Regions from separate parts of the Oryctolagus cuniculus genome. Here region 1 is linked to region 2. A link is a contact called in public Micro-C data. All regions are on one chromosome and are shown on one strand. Each heading gives the region's core, a stretch centred on a gene start, on an enhancer-like site or on the middle of the called end of the contact. The rest is flanking DNA. Distances are from core to core; before and after follow the strand shown. Region 1 overlaps SMPX (small muscle protein X-linked). Region 2 has its middle 270 kb from the start of RPS6KA3.

Region 1 (4,623 bases), core at 735-3,234, 1.2 Mb before region 2:
GGATGGTTTCTATGAAAACAGAGGATTGGTGACCGAGCTTCTAAGGGTGTAGACTTGAGAGCGATGGAGAACACCTGCAGCCAGCTTGGTGCTAGGCGGAGGTGACTCAGGACCCAAATCTCCTTGTCTACCAATGGGTAACTATTCATGGGCCAAATCACAGTTATGAGTGGTCGTTGCCCTGCTCCTAGCATAATGAAACTCATGACTGTATTTCAGTGGTTCTCAGTGCCAGGATGAATCTTGCCCCTCCCCCCCAAGGAGGTGCTTGGCAATGTTTAGGTTGTTACAAGTGGAGGCAGGGGTGGGCTGCATCTCTCAGGGAGAGCCCAAGGATTCTGTTTGATGTTCCATAAAGCCCAGGACTGCCCCAACATCAAAGAATGATCCAGCCCTGTGTCAGTACTGCTGAAAGTGAGTAATCTTGCTTTATCTGCTTGAAAGGTTGATGGGAGGTCCAGCTTGCTGCGAGCTTTCCTTTCCAAGCAATGCATGGCATTTTATAGAAATGAAAACATTATGAAAAAAAGAATATAGCGATTAATTGTCCAAGATTTGTAACTTCCTCACAGTAACTGTAGACTTAGGAATGAGGCACTTTTTTTTTTTTTTGACAGGCAGAGTGGACAGTGAGAGAGAGACAGAGAGAGAGGTCTTCCTTTGCCGTTGGTTCACCCTCCAATGGCCGCTGCGGCCGGCATGCTGTGGCCGGGGCACCGCGCTGATCTGATGGCAGGAGCCAGGTGCTTCTCCTGGTCTCCCATGGGGTGTGGGGCCCAAGCACTTGGGCCATCCTCCACTGCACTCCCAGGCCACAGCAGAGAGCTGGCCTGGAAGAGGGGCAACCGGGACAGAATCCAGCGCCCTGACCGGGACTAGAACCTGGGGTGCCGGCGCCACAAGGCGGAGGATTAGCCTAGTGAGCCATGGCGCCGGCCTAGGAATGAGGCACTCTTAAGTGATTCTCTTGTCAGTTGGTAAATTAGACATAGTTACAGTATATGATATATATAGATCACCCCTGAGTTATGCTATTAGGCCTCAAGCCCAACAACTTTTGGCAGGTTAATTTTTCATCTCAAGTGTGTCAGGAAGTAATAGGTTATTTCAGCAGATCAGCAGGTCTTTTGAAATATTAATGTTGAGCATTAGCAATAATTAGCACCGATGTCAATATCATTCTATTGTCATTAGCATTACCATTTTTTATATGCTTGTGTTATGCCTGACACAGCATCTTGTGTTTCTCATACATTATTCCATTCATTCCTTGTGCTGACTGCATGGGGTCCATACTCCAGTGTGCATTTTGTTTAAGGGGGACTAAAGGCTAGAAGAGTTTACGTAATTTGGCCAAGGTTGCCCAGCTCGCTTCGCAGAGGTGAGGCACAACCCATCATCTGCCATACTCGATAGCCAGTCCTTTTAATCACCATCACCCACTGCATTCTTTAAAAATGTCCTCTCAGTTGTAGTCTTTGAAAATATTTCACTGTGTTGGGTCAGACTAGAGCAAGCAAAGGCTAAAAGGATGCAGAGACTGTTACCTCGACAAAGAGGCACACTGAACCACAACTCTGACATGGTTTTCTTGTTCCTCTGTTCATTCAATTGTTCACTCTTCATCCGTTCGTTAAGCCAGCCAACATTTATTAGGCATAGAGGATGCTCGTGGTGCTGAGTGCACCAGGCACTGGAAAATCAAACATGAGTCACACAGAGGCGTTTACCCTGATTTAGTTTAATGAGCAAAATATTGCATGGAAACATAAATAATTTACTTTTTAGGGGCCTGGGGAAAAGGGAAAGGCTAATGCTCATAAATACCTGAGAAAGAATGAGAGAAAGAGATGGAAAGAAAGGCGAGGAAAGGAAGCGGGGGGCGGGGGGGCAGGGAGCGGGGCAGTGCTGGAGACAGCAGGGCCTGTGCCTGGTGCTGGCAAACCTGCTGCAGAGAAACGCCAAGCCTCTGCAGAGCCACCTTTGCTGCCCTGCCCGGATGAGCAAGGGCTTGTCAGCCGTCTCCTAGCCATGACGCCTTTTCTCTCATTCCCTCTCACGCTGTGTGCCGCCCACGCGGAAAACTGGGGAAGTGAATTCCAGGCTGTCTAATCAGGCTTGGCTGCATCGTGACAACGCTGCTCGTTTTAACTCCCCGCACGTGCTGTGGCATTTGAGAAGGAATCACGAGGAGCAAATCAAGACTTGCAAATTCAACTCATAGTCTCTTGTCATGCTCCCTGCCTGCGAACAGATCATTCCACACCCTCGGTTTAGGGCTTTATGCAGATGGCAAGGGGTGGCTGGTGTATTCCCAAGCAGGGTCAGTGAATTGGCTTCTCACCAAGGGAAATTTCTATTAAGCCGTCGACAGATTGGAGTCTCTTTCGTCTAGGCAGGTGGCACAAAGGCTGCTCAGAATACTTCATCTTGACTGCTGGAAAAACCACAGAAAGCAAGCATGTCCTATCGCCAGAAAGTCATTGGATGCCTTCTGTAGGAAGGACAGTGGCACTTCCTGCCACCCCAGAAGACGTGTCCTGACACAGAGGGTGCAATTGGATCCTGAACGAGTTGACATGTATCACTTAACCCATACTACCCCCTCAGTCTTGTCTGATGCCCAGTTTTGGATACAAAATGGCTGTCCTTTAGTTCCAGAGCCAACAATCCACTCCTGAAAAGTTACCAAGCAGCCTTATTAGATCCTGAGTATTCAAGCATCCATTTTCAGACTCAATTAATTTTCATTTCCTAATCGTTTTGTACATGGCCTGGTAGGAATTTATCTTGGCTGAATTAACCTTTTTCTTTATAATACAAATCAGTGGGCATGAACTGGATTTGGATGGGGAGGATTAGAGCCCTGGAACCAATCTGTTCATTTATTAAGTGAACATCTTTGCACCTACTGTGCCAGGTACTGCTACATTAGAAGGAGGAAATACAAGACAGTGTCCCACAAGGAAATCCCAGACAAGCTGGGTGAGGACACGATAGGCGATTGTTAGCAAAGAACCACGGCAGCAGGTATGAGACAAGGCACTGTCTTTGAATATAGATGACAAAGGAAGAGTCTGGACAGGATGTTGGGAAAGAGGTATTCTACTGGAAAATACGTTGAAGAGAAGTGGTTCAGGCACAGTTGCATATTCTGGCTTATGCTAATTTCCAAGGTCTTCGAATCTGCATGATCACTCTGCCTCTATTTCTTTATCTGAAAAAGGAGAAACATAGCTCAAGGCGGGTGATTCTGCCTTCCACCCTAAGGAACATTTAGTACTGTTTAAAGACATCTGTGGTCGTCACACCTCGGGGTGTGCACCGTTGTCACCTAGGGGCTAGGGCCAGGGATAGTGCTGAATATCCTACAGTGTCCAGAAGAGTCCCCACAGCAAATGCCTCTAGTACTGAAATGGGGAAACACTGAATTTCAGCACGTAGAAAGTCCTCAGCACTGTGGCAGCTGTTGCTGTTATTAACTACAGAATATTTCCATCAGAAAGAGCCTAATTTAAGGATCCTCATCTATTAGCGACAGAAACTGAGTCCCAAGAGCAACTGAATCAAGGTCAGTGCCAGTCTGAAATCGCTGTCTCCTATTTCCCAGTTTACTGCTCCCACTTTCCAGGCAAGGCCAGCAGTTTTCAGGTAGAGCTACTGACAGTTGAGAAGGGTCTGGGGCCTGAGTTCTGCAGCAAAGAGTGGGGTGATCACAGCAGAGTTGGCCATGGCTGTGCAAGGTGCTAAGTGGCTGGGACAGGTTTCCTGCAGCACATGTGCCCACCTGGCAGCACACGATGGATGCTAGATGTGCTGGGAAGAGTGGAACACACTGGGTCTCCACTTCCAGCTAAGTCATGTAGCAACTCTGTGACCTTGGGCAACTTCCTGAGCACTCTGAGCCACATCTATTAATAGGGATAATAATGCCAACCTTGACAGGGCACCCTAAAAACAGTGAGGTGACTCAGACGGGGCACCTGGCCCCAGCTGGCATCCAGAAAGTGCCCATTCCCTTCGCTGGCCCCACAGTCTGCCCATGCCTTCTGCCCTCTGCCCCTTGCTTCCAAGGCCAGGAGCTAGTTGGCCAATTTTTAAATAAAATCTTCTCGAAGGAATAACTGTGTATCTCCCTAAGGAAACTGGGAAAAGCTCATCGAAAATTCCAATCCACTAATTATCTGTGACTAATAGATGAGCTCAGTGAAGCTCCCGGGAGGATCACTTTCTCAATCCTCTCCATCTTAGAGCCTTCAAGCTGGAGCCAGTTCCTTTGGTGAGTTCTAAACTTGCAAGTGTCCTCTTTCTCCTGGAGGAGGCACTGCAGTTCCAGTTTTCAAAACCTGCAACGGCTCCCGTTTCCAAAGCCCTCATCTCAAGACGGCAAAATTATCACCATTTCACCGGAGTGCTTTCATTTTGCTCTGGAGACTTCAAGTTATTTCCCTCTTCTCCCTCCGACCCCTAGTTTTTAACTGGCCAATATGCCTGGTTCATAATTTCTGATTTTTCTCTTAAGAAGCACTTGGAGAGTCCAGCTGCTACTTCCCTACTATCAAGGAAAAGTCAAACAATAGACTTCATATACCATTTTCTGGGCATTTTCAATGGGCTTGATGA
Region 2 (4,413 bases), core at 729-3,228:
GCCCAGTTTCAGGCCTACCTCTGTGTGGCTCCGTAACTCGTGTCTTGTATATCAGTTTGGAAGTAGAAGCCTCATCCTGGGATCCCAGGTGGGGTTCTCCCTGAAGTAATCCATGAAACTGAGTTAGAGTAGTCAGCACCCTGAGTATACCAGTACAAGTAATGGTTCTGGAAAAGGAGGAAAGTGTGCCTCACAGTTAAGCCACCCTGTTTGCAAGCAACTGCCATCATCCTCCACCTACCCCCATGCCAGTCACTGATTGAGAGCTGCTTTGTTGGGGGTAGGGAATTAAGTGTGGTCCTCAGAGCTTTCCCTGAGCACAGAGCACGCTCCCTCGGCAGAAAAAGACCTCAGGCAGGGAGTCACAGATGTTCACAGAAAGCAGCCTGCAGCGTGTTGGGCGGGGGGAGCTGTAGATAGACAGGGCACAGAGCACATCTTAGCGTATGGCTGAGAACTGGAAAAGGAGGAGAGAAATTCCCGATGCCTGGGCACACATGTCCAGGTAACCTGCATCATACGCCATCCCCTGGGCCCAGCTTTGCGATTGCGATTGCGATTGGCTTTCATGATCTGCTTTTCTCTCAGTAATTCTCTCCTTTCTGGCTCCAGCTGAGGACTGTAAACTGTGAAGGAGACACAAGTGGGGCTGCTCCCATCACACACGATGCAAACCCGCCTCATTCTGCTGCCACTGCCCCGAGCACTCCCCACTCCCACAGGAGCGTTCTCATGCTGTCACTTGAAGACCACGAGCAGCTCGCTTTCCAAGACAGGATTGTATCTCTGAAAAGCCCTCCTTAAATTTCCTCATTCAAAATTTTGCAAATCTGTGGTTCCTAAGTTAGTAAATAGATAACCAGAGAAGAGAAAAAGCATGCAGTTTTTGGGGTTAAAGAACTCTTTAGACAATCATAGTGGTTGGACATTTGAAACAGTACTGAAGAGATCCTACATAATGACAGCTCTATGCCATCCAGTTTGCACACTCTTTCTCACTATGACCCTACAAGATTCTTGCAGTTTAAGAATCAAAAGCCAAAATAGTTAGGTAACTTGTCTGAGGCCACGCAGGAAAAAAAAAAGTTCAAACCTAAGCCTGGCTTTTGTTCATTTTGCTTTTGTTTTTGATCATGCCACAGTATCTGTTTAACATTCCATGGAGAGAATCTCTCTGGGGCGCATTGCCATAAAAACATTAAAGAAATCATTGCTAAATAATGGGCTGTTTGCACAAATATGAAATATAACGTGCCTCCGAGCTGTCTGAAATATATAGGATCCTGCAAAAGGGAGGATTTATTACATGATGCTGTATTTTCCATCAGTCAAATGAATAATGTCGTCCACATTTTTTTCTTGAGAGAAGGATAACGTGTTAGAAAGGAAGGAAATTCCCACTTCAGCTAATCCCCAGCTTGCAGCCCAGAGGAGTTAAGTAAGGTACCCAGGGACACTCAGCAGTCAGTCAGGATTCGTCCTCGGGTCCCCCCTGGGCAGATGTCAGCTTTGTCTGCTCTCCCCACACTGGGGCAGGTCTTTTCATTCCAACTGCCCCTCGGGTAAGTGCCGATGGCCCGTCTTTAGCACTAATGCCAGTTTCCATCAGTTCCACTGCCCCACGTTCCTATCTCAGAGATGTTTTTCTCACAGGCACTCAGGGTGGTGATATAATAACAGTTTTGTAATGTCTTTTCTCCGAAAGACAGAACAAGCCCAAGAGCCAAGCTTCTGCTCCATGGTTATATAATACTTGTCTGCGATTGCAAATCACTTGCAGAAGGACATGGCCCGGGGGAGGAGGGGGTGGGTGTGAAGCTTTTGTGATTTCGGGAGGAACGTGAGGCGATTTGTCATCTTAGAGAGGTTGCAGCCTCGCTCTCGGCGCCTCGCGCCATCACACTTGTTTTGATTCTCTTGAAAACTTGCCGTTTTGAGGCCGACCTTGAATGAGGGTAGAACACAATGGTAGCAGACAGCCCTGTTTTTCTCTTCTCTCTTCTACCCAAGTAAGAGAACAGGCTAATAATAAATCAAAGTTCTAGAACTTGAATTTGAACTGAAAATACCTCCGTATAAAACCTGTGTCTTGCATCCTGCGTCTCGGAGGGGAAGGGACCAGCCAGAGCAGGCACCTGGGGCATTTTCTGTGAACGCGCGCCCTCTCGTGGGCAGTTCCGGTAACGGCTGGCTCTTGGGAGAAGTAAACAAAATTACCATACCAAAAAGAATTTTTTATTGGGGAGAAGATCTATGGAGAACTCGTTCATGTTCAACTTTATAGTCTTAAGTTGGCGGTTGTCGAAGACCCAGTGACAGCTGTGTTAGCTCTTGTGGAGACCGCGCCAGGGAAATTCTCTCTCAATACCTGGTTGCTGGGCATATTTATAGAGCAGTGAAAATATAGGCACTGCGGAGGGGCGGTGGGGTAGAGATTGTGGCTATTTTTATTAAGCTCTTGCCAAAATGTTCACAAGTAGTGAGCACAAGTGAGACGAAGAGAATTCCAGAGCAAATTGAGATCTTTGCAAGCTATGCCTTCAGTGACAAATCCGCCATCGTTAAGTCTTTTTCTACTTTTCTGTCTCCTTAGTGAAAGCCCTGCCATCTGCTGCCTGTCTTTTCTTAAGCATTTCCATGGAAAGGGCAGAGAGAGAAAAGCAGCTCCTTTATTAAGCATTCCACTCAGCAATATTCCATCCCCTGGTTCCTGCTCACATTAGATAAAGGATGCATTCCAATGATCTATGGTCAGCTGCTGGTGGCCACAGCATTTTCTCATAATTCCTTTCCCTGCTTTTCCTATTTCACAGTCCCCTATGCACACACACACACACACACACACACACACAGCTCTCTAATTCAGACCACCTCAAGCGCCTCCATTATTCACCCAGATCATTTCTGAGCTGGCTGTGCACAGGCACCCATGTCTATTTCCTTAGCAATGCTGGGGTTGACATCTTAGAGCAGGAGCAACCCAGAAGCCCATCAGCTGGCCGAGTCTCGCCCTCCCGGGGACCGTGCACAGGGTTTGCAGTTCCCTCTCAGGAACCGAGCCTACATTATATAAGGCAGCCGTGAGGCCAGCTGTAAGGCACGCATACATTTAGTGCCAGCCAGCGAGTGCGCAGGTATAGCGCGGGAGTCCTGCTCGCTGCATTTGTGTATTAAGAAATCGAAATACTTCGTAGAACTCTTGTTGCCCCACGGGAAAGCAGAAACACGCCTTGCGTCTTTGAAATTCCTCCAACTATTAAAGCTAGCGGTGTCCTGGGGCTGGCTTGAGCTGCCTCCTTGCACTACACAGCAGCCTTGGCCACAGGACGGTAACCCACATTCGTCCTTCCGGCCTCTTGGATTATAGCTTTCTCACTTGGCTGCACCGTGGGGAAGAAAAGAGGGCAACGCGAGAAATTGGATTCAGCTGCGCTAACCTAACTGCTCGCTGCTCAGGTTCCGGACTTCGCATGGGGAGGTCTAAATCTCAGATGGAGCTTTGGTTGGAGCAATGAGTGGGAAACTAAGACCTCTCTCCATCTGGAAAGAAATCGTCTTAAGAAAAAAAAAAAAAAAAACCAGACTGGACTCTCAATCATTGTTCATCCTCGTGACTCGGGGTGATGCTAAGTAGGTCGTTGCACTGTCAGTTCTGCTACACGTTCAACCGCTGCTCATTCGGCTTTGGGCGATTAGAAGCAATGGCTGAGCAATGCTTTTAAAGTGCAAATTGTTTTTCCTACCCAGACATCACATGCTTCTGTTTAATATGCAAGAAGACGTCTCCTGCTTTCTGAGATAAAATCTTTGTTGTATGCAGGCTGCTTGTTATATGGTTAGGCTAGCTTTGCACTGGACAAAGGAAATAAGGAGAATTTCAAGAGAGAAGTGAAAAGCGGAGGTGAAATAGAGAGGGTGGAGAGAGGAAAGAAGAGAAAAGAGAAGAAGCCTAGGCAGAGTGAGAATATTAGAGCAGATCCCAATCTCACAGAAACAGCGTCAGTTCATTGCTGGTAATAGGGCACGGGGCTAACAAGAAAAAAGCTGCAACAGCTCCGCGGCTGGGGGAGGGGCGTCCGAGAGAATCTGGGGATGGGGGTGTTCCAGCTGTGCACAACCCCTTCTCCACCAGGACCCTTGGCTAGCGATGACGTCATGGCGGCGTCCCTGGTGGGAGGGAGCAGAATGTGAGAACCCTGCGGGGAAAGAAAAGGCTCAGGACCCCTGGCAATAAGCCATAGAGAAAGAAAGGAATTCCTTCACAGCAAGTGAAAGACACCAAGTGCACGTCTGAGGATGGGCTATAGGAGCTCCTGGGGAACTTAAACTCAGGAACGAAAGCACCGAGTACCTGTAACTCGCCCTCATCCCAAACAGTGCTGTGTTTATAGCGAAGGGCGGTGTGTCACTGGC

The links. Hi-C and Micro-C count contacts between places; a contact is called where the count stands out from the background.
Region 1: a Micro-C map of ear pinna shows a contact between it and region 2, with 13 times the contacts expected there. The contact joins two enhancer-like sites. A contact is called at or near these places in 2 of 6 Hi-C or Micro-C datasets (ear pinna and an unstated tissue).

The regions. Positions count from the first base shown.
Region 1 is chrX:7,768,147-7,772,769 of mOryCun1.1, reverse strand. The region is part of intron 4 of SMPX (small muscle protein X-linked); the gene reads left to right. Among named protein-coding and RNA genes, the nearest start is that of SMPX, 37 kb to the left of the region's middle. Within about 2 kb of position 1,984, at least 1 of the 8 cell types and tissues checked has an H3K27ac peak or open chromatin away from gene starts, as enhancers often do.
Region 2 is chrX:6,597,561-6,601,973 of mOryCun1.1, reverse strand. No RefSeq gene overlaps it. Among named protein-coding and RNA genes, the nearest start is that of RPS6KA3, 270 kb to the right of the region's middle. Within about 2 kb of position 1,978, at least 1 of the 8 cell types and tissues checked has an H3K27ac peak or open chromatin away from gene starts, as enhancers often do.